Linked DNA regions of Mus musculus: region 2 is linked to region 1. Evidence: chromatin contacts called from public Micro-C data. All regions are on one chromosome and are shown on one strand. Each heading gives the region's core, a stretch centred on a gene start, on an enhancer-like site or on the middle of the called end of the contact. The rest is flanking DNA. Distances are from core to core; before and after follow the strand shown.

Region 1 (4,747 bases), core at 1,349-3,848:
CCTCTATTAAGTAAAGGTGTCTACATTCATTGTTTCACTGAAGACAAGACTGCAGTATAGGTGAAACTTGTTGAAGATCAACGGACACTTGAAGTGGGGCACTGGAGGACTTTGAGTATTTGCAATTCCCCTTGAGAAGAGGCAGCTACTTTTGATTGGTTTCTATTTTAGTCAGTGATGCATCTGCAGTAATATTAAATGAACTAGATACAAACCCTGGGGCCTGTCCCCTTCCTGAATAAATAACTTTCGACACTTCAGTCCCTCATCTGTAAAGTGCAAATATTATAGGTGTCTTACAGTCATTGGAGGATTATGGCTGTATTATAATGCAATACACACAAAACATTCATGACCAGATCTTAGAAGCCTTAGGCACACACATGATTCAACAGCCATGAATGCAGATCTCCAGGTTACACCACAAGAGAGTACCTGGGATGTAATTTATACTTACGATAAATCATCATCTTTATTACTGTAAAATTCTGGAATTGGGCATTTAGTATATGCACTAATGTTTCCCCCATCTTTGCATCATCTCTAGCAACAAGGAAATCATGACAAAGTGTGCGGTCACACGGTGACTGATAAATTGTTTTATATTTACTTCTTCAAAATGTGCAATAAACTACCAGCTTGGTGGTTGAATATTTCCTTCTAGCAATACAATAAACTGTCGGCTTAGTGGTTGGACATTTCCTCCTAGCAAATTTGGCTGGAGGATGGATACAAGAAACTTGACCTAAGATCACCAACTTTTCCCTTTAAAAAGAAAGGCATAAAGTTTTAAACTTTCTGGAAATCTCTGGACTCCGATAAGCAACTATGCAGATTTACATTGATTAAAAAAAAAATCCACCATTCAATTTTTAAGTCAAGTAGTTGTCCTAATTAATTACACTTTCTATAATGTCAACTCAGGAAGTTATTTTTTTAAGGTAATACACGTTTTCTTTTCTTGACTAACAGCAGTTAAAAGAAGAGATTTAGAATTCTGTAATCTAACTTACAGTATACGTGTGGTGTTAATGTGCAAGCCTGAAAAACTGCAAGCACTAAATCCGTTTGGGATCGCAGGCTTGTGGGCAGAAGCTCTCTGAAGTTTCAAATGAGTGATGCTTTAACCTGATGTTGAATTTCTAGAACAATAGAAGGTGGAGAAGATATCCCTCTTTTCTGGAAAGGCCAGAAACCATTCTCCTGGGTGGATTCTTGCCTATCTATGATCTGGGGCCCAGTAACCTCCATCTTTTCACTTAAGTCTAGTCCGGCCTGGCCTAGACTTTTCTCTCTCTTTCAAATCACCCTACAACGTTCATCCCAAGTTCCCCAACAGAAAGAAAATTATTTCTCTTTTCAGGATTTAGTCCACAGCTTTTCTGGAACCTGTTTTTGAGAGTCAGAAAATACACCGCGCTGGAATGTGTCTTTTTACAGGTCTTTCCTTTAGGCTCCCGCGGGTCTCTCCGGTCCCCGCCACACTGAGAATGGTCACTAACCAACTTATACACTAACCCTCCGTAATCTCCCCAGGTAACCTTTCTTTCTTCTAATGTCCGAAGCGTCCTTCCTGGCTGCCTTCCTTTTCCAAAGGTACAGGAAATAAATTCCCGAGGTGCTTCCCAGCAGCGCGGCCTTATTTCCCCGGATCCTTTACTGCCTCGGGTCCCTCACTATCCTCTTCCTTTCAACCGAAAAGCCCCTCTTTCCTTCCACCTGGTGAAAGTTCATCACCCAGACATCTCTTCCCCAAGAGTAACAACTGCCAACTCTCCCGGGTCACATCCAAGCGATAGAATACGTGAATCAGGGGAGCTTGAGCCGACTACCCAAGACTATCCCTGATTTCCGCCGGGGTTTTGGCCCTGGGTCGCTTTCTCCCCGAAAGCGGTGTATGTGGGTAGTATTCAGCAGTGCATAACACACACAATTCCTGAGCCCTAGAGGAGTTTGAGGAGGTTGGACAGAAAGCAGAAGAGATCCGCAAGTTTCCGAGCCTATCTCCAAGGGCCTCCAGCCCTCCCCCAGGTCCCAGGGCTGCCTGCCACTGCCACTCTGCACTCCCTGCGTGGCAGGCTGGAGACACTATCCTATCTGCACCCCAAAGTGTGGGCTATGCGGCCTGTCCAGGGTCAGTCGGTCAGAGAGATTACACGGGCCCTGGCCAGTGGGATGGAAGGCAGAGTTGGAGAATCTGCAAACAGGACGGATTAAAAGGATTCATGTTCCCTCCCAAACAATCCAAACGCACCTCTCCAGCACCCATCAGTTTTTGCTGCTAATCAGTCTCACTTGATTTAATAGTCCTCGCTAGGCCAAAGTCAAAAGCGGAGCAGTTTTTAGCCAATCTGGGGGCACTGGAGTGACCGGCGTCTCCTTTCCCAGCTACCTACCTCCCTATTCCAGGCAAACTAGGGCGGCGGACTTGTGAGTTTCTCCTGCCCCGGAAAAGAGCAGGGACTCGGGGAACCCTACCTGGCCAGCTCCAGTTTCCCAGAAAACCGGCGCGATCTCCGTGAGTCCGCGGAGCTGCAACTGCGGCTGAGCCTCGGGCGGCCACTCTGCGGGCCTCCGGCTTGTCCCCTGCTCCCGGCGCGGTTCCCCGGGCCCCCGCGTAGCGATCGCCTGCGCTGACTGGCCTAAGGGAGTCACGTGCAAGGGCGGGGGCGGGGGAGCCCGGACCCGGCAGCACCTCCGCCCGGCGCCCGCCCGCAGGACTCTTCCCAAAGCTCCCCCAACAGGCAAAGTCCATGCGCGCGGAACTCTCGGGGAAGGAAAGCACTCAGTGCCGGGCGCTCCGTTCTGCCCTCAGTGCAGCCCGACGTCCTTGCGGTTTGCTGCTCTGCCAAGGATCGTGTTTATTCTCCTTCTCTTTCCTCCCTACTCTCAGTGGTCCACGTCCAGCGCCCTGTTCAAGGGGCGGGGCTGGTAGAGGAGAAGGTGACCTCGCACACTGGGCTCATGGTCGCCGGTGGGGCACTGGGTCACCCGGGATGCCTTGCTAGCCTCAGATCTACGGGGCCCTTGAAGTGAGCTCGGGAGAGGGTCAGGAGGCACTAAAACCTGAACTGGCCCTTAAGGTCAGTGCCTAGAGACGCAAGCGCTCTTTTCTCCTTCCCACGAGCCGGTGGAGACTGCAAGGCGCCGAGAACCTCCACCAGCCCAGGAGTTTATGTATTTATACAAAACGCGCACCCCTCGCCGCCGACACTTCTTCCCACTCCTGCGGTCTCCCGTCCCTTCTCATCACTCCCTGTAGCCCTCACCGACTGGGGTCCAATCAAAAGGATGAAGTGGGGGTGGGGAGCCTGGTCTCTAACCTTAGAGCCCATTCAAGGACTGTAGTTCCTTCCCTAGGGTGGGGGTAGGGAGGGTGCCAGACCTTAGTTTGGAGTCGGCGTCAGTGCCTGTAGGCCCTGGCGCAGTGGAGCTGTGAGGGGAGAGTCCCTCAGACAGGTCTAAAGGTTAATAGAGCAATCACAGGGCCCTATTACCGCGTAAAAATAACCCATCGATTACCACAGCCTTCAGCTGCAGATAACAGCTCTCTGGTGGCTCTCGCGCTTTGGGCTAAACTTTTTTTTTTCTTCTTTTAAGCCCTCATTTCTCTCCCCGGCACCGGTTTCCAATACAAGATTAGAGGGGTCAGGAGAGGGCTGGAATACCACCTGGTAAGAACCCTGTGCAGCCCGAGAAGGCTCGGGATGGCACCGGCTCCCGCAGTTCGAGGACTGACTGCAGATTGCTATTGCTATTGCCCCGCCAGTGCAAAAGCAACCCAGGCGCTAGGAACAGGCTGGGACGCCGAGCCAATTGAAAGGGAAAACCCGTGGGACTTTGGCCAACCCGTGGGGATCTCAGGAAAATCCCAGAGGAAGGACTGAGCACGGCTGCGCCGGGGGAATTCTCTTTTCCAAACCGAAGGGGCCCGAGGTCCAGAGCGGCTCTAGAGGAGAGAAAACTGAGGCCCGTCAGGGGTGCTGAGCTGCCCGCACTCTGGCTTGATTTACCGAAGTAGCCCCGGGTGCCGCCAGTTTGAGCCCTTGGGCGCCCCGGAAGCTGGGGCCCCATGATTAGGGTCCCTTCTCCAGCCCCCCCCCCCAATCCTAAACAATGCCAGTCAGAATCAGGGCCTGCAGGTTCGAGATCTGGTAAAGTTTTAGGGATGGTATTCTGAGGATTTCAGAGGCCATCGCTGAGCATCAAGGAACCCTCCCACAACATCTCCTCTGAGACTCTCGGATGAATGCAGAGAATGGCGTGGCCCTTGCTTTATTTTACAAGAAACCCTCAACTACCTGGTGAGCAGAAGAGAAACGAAGCCAAAGGCCCACAGCCCAAGCCAACGAGGCGTGTCTGTCTCTCTGTCTCTCTCTCTCCTCTCCCCCTTTCTCTCCCTCTATCCCTCCCTCTCCCTCTCTCTCCCTCCCTTCCTCCTCCCCCTCCCCCCCCCCTCTCTCTTTCTCTGACTTGTGTGCCTTAGATCTCAGATTTGCCTCACTGTAGTGTCCCTCATAGACCAAAATGCGCTAAGCTCCGGGGCCAAACCTAGCGTTCCTGGTTTTGTTACCCATGAAGTCTGAAGCTCGGGGCTTAAGTGTCTGGGGGAACAGCCATGTGTGATACGCCTCTGTGTCGCCAAGGTCTCCAACAGCTGCCAGGCGACATTCTCCTTGTGTCTTAGCCATCCCCACCTCTACCCACCCAACAGCCTTCCTGAAAACCAAGTTCTAACGGTTTAAAG
Region 2 (4,747 bases), core at 677-3,176, 6.8 Mb after region 1:
AACTGAGGGGAGGGAAGAGGGAGTGAGGTTGTCATCCACCCCCATCACAATGCGCAGCTAGGGAGTTCCTCCCACGCGTCCCCCGGCCCCGCATGGACCTCCCACGGCGTGAGGCCCGGGGATCCTCTCTTCCTTCTTGTCAACACTCCCACTCCCCCTGAGAGATGCAAGTTCCCCCAACCCCGACTCTCCAGCGGGGGCCGCGGGATTCACCGCGCCCACGCGGCCACTGAGGAGGGAATCCTCCCCCGCCAACCCGGTGTGATTCGGGGTCGCGCCTCCGTGCTCCCTCCCTCTCCTCCCCCTCGCTCTCAGCCAGGCTGCGCGCTTCAGGAGCAGGCCTCGGGGAACACATCACCCACCCCCGGGATCCGCTGTCGAGGTGACAGCACCCTGGGTCGGCACAGGGGGCCGCCCTTGACTGCAAGGCACCCTCAGGCAGCAATGAGGACAACCCTGCGGGAGACAGAGAGTAGAGACTGGAGGAGACCGCCTTGGTGGCTTAGAATCTGTGGGTTTCACATCTTCCCGCAGTAACTCAGCCGCAAGCCCTTCGCCGGCTGCAGTAGATAGCGACTGTGCCCCGGCCTGCTGGGCCCTCCTGCCATCCTGTGGCCAAAGGGGTTTGCTTTAGAACCGTTAGGGAATTTATCTGGGAATTATTTGGTGCACGTGTTTTCTATCCCCTAAACTTCACTCTTTCCTAATCTCCACAACAACAACAACAACAACAAAACCCTCATACCCTCGCCCCTAAAAGTTCTTGCCCACTGCGCAACTAGCTAATCCGCTACACATTCCCGGGCCACTGCGCTCAACTGAGAGTCAGCGCGGGGTCAGGAACCCCAAGGGAGGGGCCGGGGCTGCGGGCGGTGAATCAGAATGATGTCCGCACGAAAGTTCTAAGTGTCCAAGAATAAGAAGCCTTAGGACATTAGAACCCCTTCCCCAAAGGAAAATACTTCATCTCTCCATCTGAATCCAGTCAAGGATAAGAAGGAAAGACAGAAGTTGTGTGGGGGAGCCTGGCTTGAAGCGGTCACCTCTCCCATTCCTAGACTGCTAAGGAACCTGTGTCCTGGTGTACTGAACTCTTTCTAAATGCTGGGAGTGCTGGAGACCAATTGCAAACAACTCCACTCCTCCAACGACTAAATTCTGTCTCTAATGCTGTCCTCAAATAAAAACCTACATGTTTAGTTACAGGGTTTTTCAACTGTGCACTGCGCATCGCGCGCTTTGCATTCGGCTTCGTCCCTCTTTCTTTTTTCTCTTCTCGCTTTCCTTCTTTCTAATCTAATTGACTTTTTTTTTTTTTTTTTTTTTTTTTTTAAAGAACGGAGAGCGGTGCGGGCGCTGCACGTTGGCTGCGGCCCGCTTCCTGCTTTCTAATGTTCCATTGTGAGGAGCTTCCATTGTGACGTCGCGCCCCTTCGGCTGGGCTTTGTCTGTCCATATATGGGCAGCTACGTCACGGAGCTTTCCCGGGGCTCAGATAAATAGACTGGTGGAGTTCCCTGGCTGGGAGCTTTTGGGCAGCAGTGAGCTAGCTAGGAAGCGGCGGGGCTGGTTGGTGGTGATAGCAGCGGCGGCGGCAGCAGCAGCAGAGGAGGTGGCGGCGGCAGCGGCGGCGGCGGCTGTGGCAGATCGGGGGGCGGGGGGGGTCGGCGGGCTCGTGTCTGTGAGATCAATACTGAAGCCGCGTCTGACCCCCTGGAGCCTAGATCACCCCCCCAGCCCAGCCCCCATCCCACTCCTCGCACACGCCCCACCCCACCCCCACGACCCAGCGTCGCACCGCACCAGCCGAGGCACCCGAGAGGATTACCCTCTTTGCCCCTCTCCCATCCACCCCTCCAAAAAAGAATAGATCCCCTCCCCTGACCCACCCCTTCCCCTTTTCACTCCCCCCTCCCTCCGAACTTTCCCTCTCGCATGCTTTTCCCCTGCACCACGGATCGCCTCTCGGATGCCGCTCGCCTGGAAGCTGCGTTAGGAACAGGCGGCGGCGGCGGTGGCGGCGGCGGCGGTGGCGGCGGTAGCTCGGGAGTGCTATGACCGGCAAACTCGCCGAGAAGCTGCCGGTGACCATGAGCAGTTTGCTAAATCAATTGCCTGACAATCTGTACCCCGAGGAGATCCCCAGCGCGCTCAACCTCTTCTCCGGCAGCAGCGACTCGGTAGCCCATTACAATCAGATGGCTACAGGTAAGGGTGGCGGTGAGGCGGCGAGGCAGCGAGGAAGGAAAGGGGGAGGACGAGGAGGAGGGAGCGAGCTAGCGATGGATGCACATATCGATGGATGCAGAAATGGATGGATGGAGAGACGGATGGAAAGATGGGGGGCGCGCTGGGAATTTTCTGGGGGGCGAGTTGCTTTTCCCACCCACTCCTCCCGCCCTCCGAGATCGGGAAGGCTTGGTTGGAGACGCCACGGTTGAGGCTTCGGTTCTCCCGGGTGGGGGCAGCCGCCGACTGGAGGGAGGTAGGTGCGAGCAGCTCTGGGGTTCTCCCTCCCCACGCAGGGGGCCCGATCGCTGGGCTGCGTGCAAGGCGTGGTGCTGTAGCCCCCTTTCTCGGGAGGAGCCCAGCGTCTTTTTCACCCGCGCTCTCCCCCCTCCTTACTCCCTCAGCCTCCCACCCGGGATGGAGCCATGTGCGGCGTGGAGTCCCCACGGTGGGAGAGGTACTGCGACGCTGCCTTTCCGGGGCGTTCAGCAAAGCCATTGGGGGTGTGGGGACGGTGGGGAGAGGGAGGGGGCTCACCCACGGGGCGGGGGAAAGGGTTTGCCACCGGGGGCGATCCTGGGACCCGGGAGCTTGGGAACGGCGGCCGCTCCCGCCGTGGAGACATGGGCTGGTTTTCCGCCGCTCTCCACTCTCCTTAGCTGGGTTTAGGCTTTTCCCCTCCAGCCCGAGCAGAAAGCTCCTTCAGGCCGGGAGGAGACTGGGGCCGGGAGAGGCTCCCTTTACGGGCGGCACCCTTCTGCGCTCCGAGGACAAAAGCGTCGAAGCTCTTTGGGTCGGCCACCCGGGCTCAGCGCGCGTAGGGGGACCTCGCTTGGGGCATGAAGGCGCGGCGTCTTGGAGTAGACAGGGCCGGGGGAAGAGGCCGAGTTGTGTGTGCTGGAGAGCGAGAGCCGGGCGCGCTCCGGGTCTGAAACTACCTGTAGCTGCAGCTACCTGTCCGCCCCACCTCGGGAAGAACAACAATGCTCTCTTGCGCGCGTGCGTGTCTGTGTGTGGTACGTGAGTGTGTGCGCGGCGTGTGCGGTGTGTGTGCCGGAGCCACTCCACACCCCGATCCGTAGTATTTTGCTGTATCCAGGTTGCGCCGGGGAGCGCGGCACCGCCCGCTTTGCGCCGGGCTCGGCGTTCCTCTTACCCCACGCGCTGCGCACTCCAGCCGGCCGCACCCTCTACTCCTGGGCAAGGACCTGGGCGCCGCGGCCGGGAGCCGGCTCGGCTTCACTCACCCCTCCCCTCTCTCCCCCGCTCTCCGCAGAGAATGTGATGGACATCGGTCTGACCAACGAGAAGCCCAATCCGGAACTCTCTTATTCGAGCTCTTTCCAGCCAGCCCCCGGCAACAAGACCGTGACCTACTTGGGAAAGTTCGCTTTCGACTCTCCTTCCAACTGGTGCCAGGACAACATCATTAGCCTCATGAGTGCCGGCATCTTGGGGGTGCCCCCGGCCTCAGGGGCGCTCAGTACGCAGACGTCCACGGCTAGCATGGTGCAGCCTCCTCAGGGAGACGTGGAGGCCATGTATCCGGCGCTGCCTCCTTATTCCAACTGCGGCGATCTCTACTCGGAGCCCGTGTCTTTCCACGACCCCCAGGGAAACCCTGGGCTCGCCTATTCCCCCCAGGATTACCAATCGGCCAAGCCGGCCTTGGACAGCAATCTTTTCCCCATGATTCCTGACTACAACCTGTACCACCATCCCAACGACATGGGCTCCATTCCGGAACATAAGCCCTTCCAGGGCATGGACCCCATCCGGGTCAACCCACCCCCTATTACCCCACTGGAGACCATCAAGGCCTTCAAAGACAAGCAGATCCACCCGGGATTCGGCAGCCTGCCCCAACCGCCGCTCACTCTCAAGCCCATCCGGCCCCGCAAGTACCCCAATCGGCCTAGCAAGACCCCGCTCCACGAGCGGCCCCACGCGTGTCCCGCGGAAGGCTGTGACCGCCGTTTCAGCCGCTCAGACGAGCTGACCCGGCACCTGCGCATCCACACGGGCCACAAGCCCTTCCAGTGTCGGATCTGCATGCGCAGCTTCAGCCGCAGCGACCACCTCACCACTCACATCCGCACGCACACCGGGGAGAAGCCCTTTGCCTGTGAGTTCTGTGGGCGCAAGTTTGCGCGCAGCGACGAGCGCAAGCGCCACGCCAAGATCCACCTCAAGCAAAAGGAGAAGAAGTCGGAGAAAGGGGGTGCGCCCTCTGCATCCTCGGCGCCCACCGTGTCCCTGGCCCCTGTGGTCACCACCTGCGCCTGAGGATCCGGCACCCAGATCCCTTCTTTTCCCTTCCAGTGCCTCCTGGCTGGTCGCCTGAAAGCAGAGGGGAAAGCCAGTCACTGAGGCGCAGGGGCCGCGCCCTGATCTCGCCCTGGACGTGCGGCCCCCTTGCCTCCCCCTTCGACGCCCCCCATTTCCACCCTTTCACACCGGCCGGCGGTTGGGGGCTAGGGCTGGAGGCACTTTCTCCTTGCTGCCCCCCTCTTAGCCA

Evidence for each region. A called contact is a pair of places that touch in the nucleus more often than the background predicts.
Region 2: a contact with region 1 is called in a Micro-C map of embryonic stem cells, with 15 times the contacts expected there. The contact joins the promoter of Egr3 here to the promoter of Gata4 in region 1. A contact is called at or near these places in 8 of 484 Hi-C or Micro-C datasets (embryonic stem cells, epiblasts and stem cell-derived epiblast-like cells) and 2 of 115 datasets of contacts at active chromatin or transcription factors (both in embryonic stem cells).

Annotation. Positions count from the first base shown.
Region 1 is chr14:63,242,673-63,247,419 of GRCm38.p6, forward strand. Gata4 (GATA binding protein 4) reads right to left here and starts at 2,599. Exons shown (of 7, transcript NM_008092.4): 1 at 2,479-2,599.
Region 2 is chr14:70,075,391-70,080,137 of GRCm38.p6, forward strand. It overlaps Egr3 (early growth response 3), which reads left to right and starts at 1,927. Exons shown (of 2, transcript NM_018781.4): 1 at 1,927-2,208; 2 at 3,506-4,747. The coding sequence starts at 2,055. The coding sequence ends at 4,515.